3 separate regions of the Sus scrofa genome follow, and all the other regions are linked to region 1. A link is a contact called in public Hi-C and HiChIP or PLAC-seq data. All regions are on one chromosome and are shown on one strand. The core of a region is the stretch at or near the end of the contact, and the rest is flanking DNA. Distances in the headings are between cores, read along the strand shown. Region 1 holds the start of DENND4B (DENN domain-containing protein 4B). Region 2 holds the start of NUP210L (nuclear pore membrane glycoprotein 210-like). Region 3 holds the start of C4H1orf43 (chromosome 1 open reading frame 43 homologg).

Region 1 (2,971 bases), core at 148-2,647:
TTGTGCCCATCTCCCTCTGTCTCTGCTTTTGTTCCTGTGGTGGCGGGGGATGGGGTAGGGGTGTGTGTGAAGATCTCTGGGCCGGGGGATGTGTCAGCCGGGCTAGGCACAGGCAGGCAGGGGCACCCTCTTCTGAAGGCCTCCTCCTCAAGGCCTGTCTGTGTGTCCGTAGCTGGAGCCGTTCAGCATGGACAACCCATCCACCAGCCTGGCGCTGGATGCCTCTGGCTTTTCCGAAGGGCCTGGATTTTTAGGGGGTGAGGGGCCAGTGAGTGGCCCCCAGGAGCCCCACACCCTCAACCACCAGAACTTAACCCACTGTTCCCGCCATGGCTCAGGGCCCAACATCATCCTCACGGGTAAGAAATGTGGCTGGTAACAGGGGATGGAAGGAGGGCGTGACACATTGGGTGGCGCGGCAGGAGGCCAAGGGGACCTTGGAGGCGTTGACAGGGTGTGGGGTCCTCACCTGTCTGTTCTGCCCACACAGGAGAATCCTCCCCAGGTTTCTCTAAGGAGATTGCGGCAGCCTTGGCTGGAGTGCCTGGCTTCGAGGTGTCCACGGCTGGGCTGGAGCTGGGCCTGGGGCTGGAGGAGGAGCTGCGCATGGAGCCACTGGGCCTGGAGGGGCTCAACATGCTGAGCGACCCCTGTGCCCTGCTGCCCGACCCTGCTGTGGAGGACTCGTTCCGCAGTGACCGGCTGCAGTGAGGGCACCTGATCGCCATCCCTCTCCTCGGCCCTGTCCCCCGCCGTCACTGTCCCTTTTCTCCCTTCCCCCTGGCCAGTAGAGACTCCACTCTCTGCCCCCAGATCCTCTTTCTAACGTGAACGAGGGATCCTAAGAATGAGAAGAAGCAAGGGGTGTGTCCAGGTGGCCCCTAAATTCTGCACAAAGGGTGGGCCTAGGGGAGCTCAAGGGAGGGCCTGAAGCACTTGTAACTTTGAACCGTCTGTCTGGAGGTCAGAGCCTGTTGGAAAGCAGGGGGGTAGAGGGGAGCCCCGGAGGCAGGGCTTGTCCGGATGCCTAGGGGTGGGCAGTGCCAGCCCCTCCTCGCCACTCTTCCCCTTGCAATGGAGGAAAGAGCCAGAGTGGATATTATTTTTTATTAAATATATTATATGTTAATAAAAAAATCATATCAAACCCATGGTGTGGTTGGCTACTGTTTGGGATGCAACGGGGATCTAGGAGGTTCTTGGGGTGCAGGCCCTTTTGTCGGTTACGCGGTTTTGCATCTTGTCAATGCCATGTGGTTGGTGGAAGGTGCCCCCCAGCCTCAGAATTTGTACGCAGCATTGGATATGGAGGTCCAGGCTGGGTGTAGGCTCCTGTGGTAGGACGGATGTATGCCCTCTCATGTGACCAGGACCTTGCTGCAGCGGCATCAGAGGACAAGGACTCTGGCCAGACAAGCTACTGCTCTTCCTCAACCGTGAGGCCTGGCAGTGAGTTGGGAGGTGAGGAGGTGACTGCTGGCTGAGCTCTGGGTTCTGAACGTTTCTGGTACAATGACCCCAGCTTTCCCAGGAGGGTAGCTGGTCTCACTGCTAAGGCCCCCAAGGAGAGAGTATTTAAAAACTACCTGCACCAGGTAGGTCTCAGGTCGGCTCCCTCTTCTTTATGGTCCTTTAAGCCTAGAGGACCTGGAAGTTAGGTGTGGTACCAGCCTGTCTCGGACCCCATGCCTCTAGGTCTCAGGGAAGCCCATAAATCCCATTCCTGCCCCTTCACTAGGCACGAATTCACTCCGTGCTCTCCACTCTTCTCATTCATTCGCTGAGGCTTGCGTGCCAACTTTGTTTTGAGGACGTTGCCTTTTTCTGGCTTGGGTTGGAATCCTTCCCATCTGAGCTTCTGCTCTCCTCTCTTCCCCACACAGCAGTCAGGAGAGTAGGGCCCCTCCTTCGTTGCCCCCATCTCTGCTGCTTTTCCACACCCTGGCTTCTTCTCTTCCCCTTTCCAAAACTTGTCGTTTTCAGAAAAGAGAACTGAGAGATTCTGGCTTAGCCTGGAAGGGAATGTAGGAGGGACTGAACCTGGAAGTAGGGGGAGCCACCTGGGTCTCCAGAAACCAGGCTTTCAGGGCCTTCACCCAGGCAGGCAGACCTCATCTGACTAGGACCAAGGGCGGGACGGGAGCGCGCCCTGGACTTCAAGGGCCGCCTGGGGTCAGTGTCCTGCGGCTATGGCTGGCTGGTGGCAAGTCGCCTGCGTGCAAGGGGCCCTCCCAGCCGCCAGGGGTCGCGCTGCAGGCGGCCGGGCGCTGGGCAGGCGCTGCCAGGGTCACGGCCGCCGACCGGGGAGGGGGGTGGGGGGAGCGGCAGCGCCCGCAGCCCGGGAGGGGGGTGGGGGGAGCGGAGAAAGCGGGGCGCGCGGAGGAGCACCCGGCCCCCAGTGCAGCGGGAGCCGGGAGGACCGGGCAGCGCGAGCGAGCGGCGCGGCAGCACAGTCCCCGCGTGGCGCAGCTCGGCGGGGACGCTGGGAGCGCCCGGATCTCCCTCCACAGCGCCCCGCGCCCCGCCGCCCTCAGCCGCCTCTTCTTCCTTCACTCGCCGCTCCAGCGGGAGCGGCGCCCGAGTCGGGTGCGCCATGTCCGGGGCCGGGTAGCCCCGCCGCCCGCCGGCCCGCCAGCCCGCCCTCCGAGCCACCCGCCTGCGGGCCGGCCGGCCGGGGAGTCGCGGGGCAGGCAGGTAGGGGCTTGGCCGGGCGGGGCAGCGGGCGGGGAAGGAAGGGAGGGAGCGCCGGCCGGGCGGGGGCTCTCCCCCAGCTGTTCTTCGGCGCTGCACATCTGGTTCCGGTTCCTCTCTCCTGGGGAAGTGAAAGTGGAGGGGAGGGCGCATCCCGGAGTTAGCTAGCTGTGCCCAGGCGCCCTGCACCCCTCCTGCTCCCGCGGGTCCGGAGCCCGAGCACCCCTCCCTTCGGCTCGGGTCACGCGGCGGCCGGCGCTGCTGCCGTCACATCCCCGGC
Region 2 (2,939 bases), core at 183-2,682, 170 kb before region 1:
AGTGCCATCTCATTGTGCTTTGTGTCAGTTAGTGCTGGAGAAATCTTGAATAGCTTATGTACAAAACTGTTTTTAAATTTTATATTATTTTGAAACTTTGCTTCTTTGGGGTTGGGGCACACTGGTCACCCCATCTGGCTGTCAGTTCTGTGCAGTCGGCTGGCAGTGTGCTGATCATTTAAAGTTTCTTTCCCTACACAGTTCTGCCCTCCTCCCCCCACGTTTGGTGAGGTTTCAGTGAGGTCTGTTAGGTGTGCATCCTGCAGCTTAATTGGCTTAAAATGTACTCTTTTTTGTGGTCTCTTTGGGGGCCGATTAGGAGAAAGAAAAACCAATAATGTAACTGTTTTGATACTGAAAATTGATGTGTCTTTTTGAAATAAAGAACCAGTCCCTCCAACCCTCAGAACTACTTGCTTTTATTTCCTAATCCAGATGTTTTTCCTCCACAGGAACTACAAAGTTCGGGTAAAAATCAGGTCTTTGTGGGTGGTAGCAACAGGATTTGATGTAGAGCACACACTCTGGAAGCTGACCAAAAATGGGGTCAAAACTGAGCTTTCAGATCCCTAGTTGTACTGATAAAAATCATTTAGTTTCATTATCTGTAAAATAAAGATAATATATATTGTTAGCATAAATGTGAAGGTTAGAATTAATGTTTATATGCCAGACCTTTTATAGGTTACTTAATTTAACACTGGCATCTTCCTTTATAGTTGTATTCTTCTAAACCGTAGATTCATTAGACATTGCACCCTAAGACCTCTTCACCAATATATGACACAGATTACATACTACTATATATATGTGTGGTTTTAGTAAACTGTCCTGAGACAGCCTTTGAACTGATACTCTTGGATATTTGGAGAAAACAAGTTAATTTAACAAGAAGAGCTCTCAGAGTGTTTGCTTACAGACAGGCTGTGTGAGAGGATAGTTTTCAAAGCTGCCTTTGAGTTGCCAGTGCCTGGCATTTCCTGCACGCTGGCCTTGAGGCTGGACATGAATCTGACTTCCTAGTAGAAATGATACAGCTTCCTTGACAAAGTCCAGCTGTTTATACTAGAGACTAGAAATTTTTTCCATTTATATGCAGGGACAAATGTTCTGGAAATGACTGCAAAGAAAATCGGGCGGGGTGGGGCGCGGGGGACAAAAGGTTGCTCTAGGATCCACACAGCAAGCAACAGAAGGAGGAATATATTTGGAGAGTTTTGTGTTTTTATTCCTTTTAGACATTTCTGCTTGTTCTTTTTTTTTTTTAATTTTTTTTTTTGTCTTTTTGCCATTTTCTTGGGCCGCTCCCACGGCATATGGAGGTTCCCAGGCTAGGGGTCCAATTGGAGCTGTAGCTGCCAGCCTACACCACAGCCACAGCAACGCGCGATCCGAGCTGCGTCTGCAACCTACACCACAGCTCACGGCAACGCTGGATCGTTAACCCACTGAGCAAGGGCAGGGACCGAACCCGCAACCTCCTGGTTCCTAGTCGGATTCGTTAACCACTGCGCCACGACGGGAACTCCTGCTTGTTCTTTACTATGAAAGATTTGCCACCTAACATGTAAGAAAGTAGCCCTTTTAAGTGGGTGGCCTGCTTGGTGCCTTAAACTTTGCAAAACGTTGGTTTACTGGAAAGCGTCTGAAAAACAGTTCCATGATTCTGAGCAGCAGGAGGGCCCGCCTCCTGATGACGTCACGCCTGCGGATTGGCTGATGTTGGAGCTGAGGGCGCAGCTGGGGTTGAGCGGGAACCGAGGGTTGGCAGTCGCCATGACGGGTTCGCCAGCGCCGCGAGGCTCTGCGTTGCTCTGCTTGCCTCTACAGCGCTACCTGTTGCTGTTTCTCTTTTTGCATGGAACCCTGGCCAACAAACTTAACGTGCCTCAGGTGTTGCTACCCTTCAGCCGGGAGCCGGGCCGGGTGCCTTTCCTACTGGAGGCACAGCGGGGCTGCTATACTTGGTGAGGGGTCGGGGGATCCCAAGGATGGGAGAGGTTCAGTCAACGGAAGACATTCAGGAACGTTGCGGCCGCTCGGCCTGAAGGGCTTTTATCTGTAGGGGTGGGGGTGGGGTGTCCGTGGGGGCGGAGTGGCCAGCCCTTCCTGCTGTGGCCTGTCTTCCTTGTGTGGGCTATTTTCTGCTTATGTGTGGGTCCTTGTGGGGAGGGGAAGTCACTGTGTGGACAGCTCTCAGGGCACGAGGAAGGCTTGTGTTGGAGGTTTCAGGCATTGATGGTTACCCGATGTGGAGAACTTCCTCAGAGTTCCCCTCGTGGCTCAGCGGAAACAAATCTGACTAGCATCCGTGAGGACGGAGGTTAGATCCCTGGCCTTGCTCAGTGGGTTAAGGATCCGCCCTTGCCAGGGAGCTGTGGTGTAGGCCGGCAGCTCCAGCTCTGATTTGACCTCTAGCCTGGGAACCTCTGCTGCCCTGAAAAGATTAAAACAGAGTGAGAGGGATTTCCAAGGTCTGAGGAGATTTATTGAGGTGAGGAGCTAGAGAAGCTTAGAGAGGCCTAGGGTGTGAGAGTACTCCACAAAACTAAATGAGGTGGAGTTCTCAATGTAAAAACACAACTAATTGGAATTCCTGTTGTGGCTCAGCAGTAATGGATCCGACTAGTATCCATGAGGACTGGGATTCGATCCCTGGCCTCGCTCAGTGCGTTAAGGATCTGGTGTTGCTCTGTGGTGGTGTAGGTTGCAGATGCAGCTCGGATCTGGGTCTGACGTTATTGTGGCAGTGATGTAGGCCGGTAGCTGTAGCTCAGATTTGACCCCTCTTCTGGGAACTTCCATATGCCATTGGTGTGGCCCTAAAAAGCAAACAAACAAAAACCACAACTAAGTATGGCACAATTTACTACATTCCTTTTTTACAGTCTTCTGAAGTAAGTACTATTATATTATTTTCATTTTACAGATGAGGGTCC
Region 3 (2,957 bases), core at 92-2,591, 230 kb before region 1:
CAAAGCAATTTAGCGACTGTCCACAAGGTGAAGGGTCTGAAGAAATTTGGAATTTCTGTCCCACTATGAGAAGATTGGACAAATACCCTACTGCTCTAATTACGTCCCTTAGGCGTAATACATCCTCTGGGAGCCTGTATGCCCAGCCTCCCAAATAGCATAATTGTTTGGGGTACCCAAAACTACAGTATGGACGACAGGAAGCCAAAGACAGCAGCAAAAAAATATATTTCGAGAGCCTGGGCGGTGAGAAAGAAGGAAGGGTAATAAGAGGAGCTGACAAAGAGGCTGGAAACGGAGAGGGGACGCAAGCCCACGCGCGGAGGATGGGAGGCTCACCTCGTTCAGCGCCACATCGGGAGCTCACGGGGCCAATCGCCTCCTTACCTCCCACCCGGAACAAATTAATCCTCCGCACTCCAAACTGAGGGCCACATGGGGGAGTTTGGGGCAGCTCCACCCCAACGCCCTCCCTCCCCCATCCCCCCCCCCCGCCACCCCCAAACCAGGCCGGATCCGGATCAGAGGAGGCCCGCAGAGGGTTGGAAAGGGAGGAGGCCTTCTCGTTTTCTCCACAGGCACCGACCAGGGTAGAGAGAGGCCCCTACCTCAGGCAAGGCCCAGGCCTCGCTCGCTCGCGCTCTTTCTCGCTCTCCCCCTCTCAGGCTCTAGCCGCATGGCCCCCCCTCCAGCTGCCCCAAGCCCCGCCCCGGCCACGCTCCCAAATCGAGGCCCCGGCTCTGGCGCGGCCCAGTAGGCCGCGAACCCAACCATAAACAAAACCTCCAGCGGCCGACTCGAGGGGTGGGGGGGCGCCAGGACTCGCACGACTAGGTGGGGGGGGTGTACAGTGGGGAACACACGGTGCGGGGGGGGGCCTACCGAGGGAGGGGGATACGGCGGGGATAGGGAAGAAAAGAGGGAGGGTAAAAGGGGGATCGCGGATTTAAAGGGGCCGCGGACAATACCCGGCCCCGCCGCGCTGCCGCTGCCGCCGCCGCCGCCGCCAACGCCGCTGCGCTCCCAACTTTACCTCAGTCTCCTCCACACTGACACCCCGGGCCGCGCCGCCCCTGTCACGTGATATAAGGTTCCCTCCTCCCCACCCCCCTCCCTCCTTTTCCCTCTCGCGCTCGCTCTCGCGCCTTCCCCCTCCCACTTGCCTTCCTGCGTCCCCCAGCACGTGACGCGAAAAGGGACGCGCACGCAAGCGTGCGCGTGCCGCCCCGCCACGAGACACCTCACTCCGGCTCGGCGCGTCCGCCCCGCCTCCTCCGCTGCGGCCCCGCCTCTACCACGTGACGCACGGATGGCCTCGGCTTCCTCTTACTGGCTTAGTTCCGCGTCTCCGCACCCGCGGGTCCCGGTTGCCATTGCGTGCCTGAGTCACGTGTTGGGGGGAAGCGGGAAGGCGTCGTTCTTCTTTCCTAGCCCCCCCAACCGCCATGTTTTCAGGCCCGGTCAGCTTTGGTCTTTCCCCGTAAGGAAATGGCCGGGGCGCTTCAGGGAACCCAAGCGCTGTTGCCTCGGCGGAGCCCGGGCTGACGAGGCAGTGCAGCGGGGTAAACCGGAGCAGTTCTGCGCAGGGTGGGGAGGCCATGGCGTCTGGCAGTAATTGGCTGTCCGGCGTGAATGTCGTGCTGGTGATGGCCTACGGGAGCCTGGTGAGGAGATTTCCCCCACCCGTCCCTGCTGTCGCGTCTGACCCAGTAAAGGCCCTCCTCTTGAGCAGCGCCCTGTCTTCATTCTCCACCCACTCACCTGCGCTTTTTTCTGGGCTTTGACTCCTATCCCAGGAGTACCTGGGAGCAGAAGTCACCGACTCGGACCGCCCCGCCTCTAGCCGAGAACCCTCCCTCTAAACCCTAGGATGCAGACCCTCACGCCTCTCCGCTGCAGGCTTCCCTGTATCCACCCCGTCGCTGATGGCCTTGCTTTGCCCCAACTTTTTTACCCAAAGCATCCTCGAGAACCCGAATTGGGGGATTTGAAACGAAGGCATTTTTTTTGGAACGATTTAATTAAAGATTCTTTACTTTTTTCATTTTTTGGACAGGTGTTTGTACTGCTATTTATTTTTGTGAAGAGGCAAATCATGCGCTTTGCAATGAAATCCCGAAGGGGCCCTCATGTCCCTGTGGGACACAATGCTCCCAAGGTAGGTCCTTAAGGTACGAGATAGGCCGCCTGATTCTTCTGATTTATTACGGCCCAGAATAAGATTTACTTTGCCTTTAGAACTGACTTAATTCCCACGTTTTCTCGTTTAGTTACCCATGCGCTGACTTTAGTATATTGAGCAATAAAAGTCATCTTGGGTCTTGGCATACCTGTTCACTGTTATGGCACAGCATGCAGCTTATCCAGGAGCTTAAGTTTTTGCATATGCACAACGGAGGACTTGGATTAAGATTCCCAAAACATTGTGGTATATTTCCCAGTTAAACTTAGGCTACTTTGTGCTATTTGGGCGGTTTTTTTCTAATTTTGTCTTAGGATGGGATTAGGGTGGTTAAACTTAACCCCAGATCAGTGAGAATGGTTGCCTTTGCACAACTTTAGATTTATAAAGGCCCTGTAAGTCATCTAGTTCCGTCATTCATGTTACAAATTGAAACTTAAGAAAAGGAAGCTACTTACCTGAGTGTATACAGGAAGTGAGCAACTAAGTTATTAGGTAATTGCCTTCCTTTCCTTGGCTTTAAATATCTACTGACGAAATTTTATCTCTATCCCATACCTTTTTCTTGAGTTCTATCCTTGTATATGCAGTTGCCTACCTAACATTTCCAAGTAGATGTCTGATAAGCATCTCAAACCTAAAATGTCTAAGTCATAACTCTTGATACCCCACTGCCACCCCTATCCTGCTTCTTCTGTCTTCCACTTTTAAATTGTATCTCTATCCCATACCTCTTTCCTAAGAGTTCTATCCTTACACATCCAATTGCCTACCT

The links. A called contact is a pair of places that touch in the nucleus more often than the background predicts. HiChIP or PLAC-seq counts read pairs in DNA pulled down with a chosen protein or histone mark.
Region 2: a Hi-C map of epiblast stem cells shows a contact between it and region 1, with 2.7 times the contacts expected there. The contact joins the promoter of NUP210L here to the promoter of DENND4B in region 1. A contact is called at or near these places in 2 of 47 Hi-C or Micro-C datasets (embryonic fibroblasts and epiblast stem cells) and 1 of 2 datasets of contacts at active chromatin or transcription factors (alveolar macrophages).
Region 3: an H3K27ac HiChIP or PLAC-seq map of alveolar macrophages shows a contact between it and region 1. The contact joins the promoter of C4H1orf43 here to the promoter of DENND4B in region 1. A contact is called at or near these places in 1 of 5 promoter capture datasets (liver) and 1 of 2 datasets of contacts at active chromatin or transcription factors (alveolar macrophages).

What each region holds. Positions count from the first base shown.
Region 1 is chr4:95,744,481-95,747,451 of Sscrofa11.1, forward strand. DENND4B (DENN domain-containing protein 4B) reads left to right here and starts at 1,398. Exons shown (of 28, transcript XM_013997083.2): 1 at 1,398-2,172. CRTC2 (CREB-regulated transcription coactivator 2) reads left to right here. Exons shown (of 13, transcript XM_021089801.1): 12 at 173-359; 13 at 491-1,150. The coding sequence ends at 711.
Region 2 is chr4:95,572,542-95,575,480 of Sscrofa11.1, forward strand. NUP210L (nuclear pore membrane glycoprotein 210-like) reads left to right here and starts at 1,433. Exons shown (of 40, transcript XM_021089795.1): 1 at 1,433-1,967. The coding sequence starts at 1,720. It also overlaps a transcript of TPM3 not described here.
Region 3 is chr4:95,518,662-95,521,618 of Sscrofa11.1, forward strand. C4H1orf43 (chromosome 1 open reading frame 43 homologg) reads left to right here and starts at 1,342. Exons shown (of 7, transcript NM_001204390.1): 1 at 1,342-1,664; 2 at 2,057-2,158. The coding sequence starts at 1,599. UBAP2L (ubiquitin-associated protein 2-like) reads right to left here and starts at 1,071. Exons shown (of 27, transcript XM_021089781.1): 1 at 969-1,071.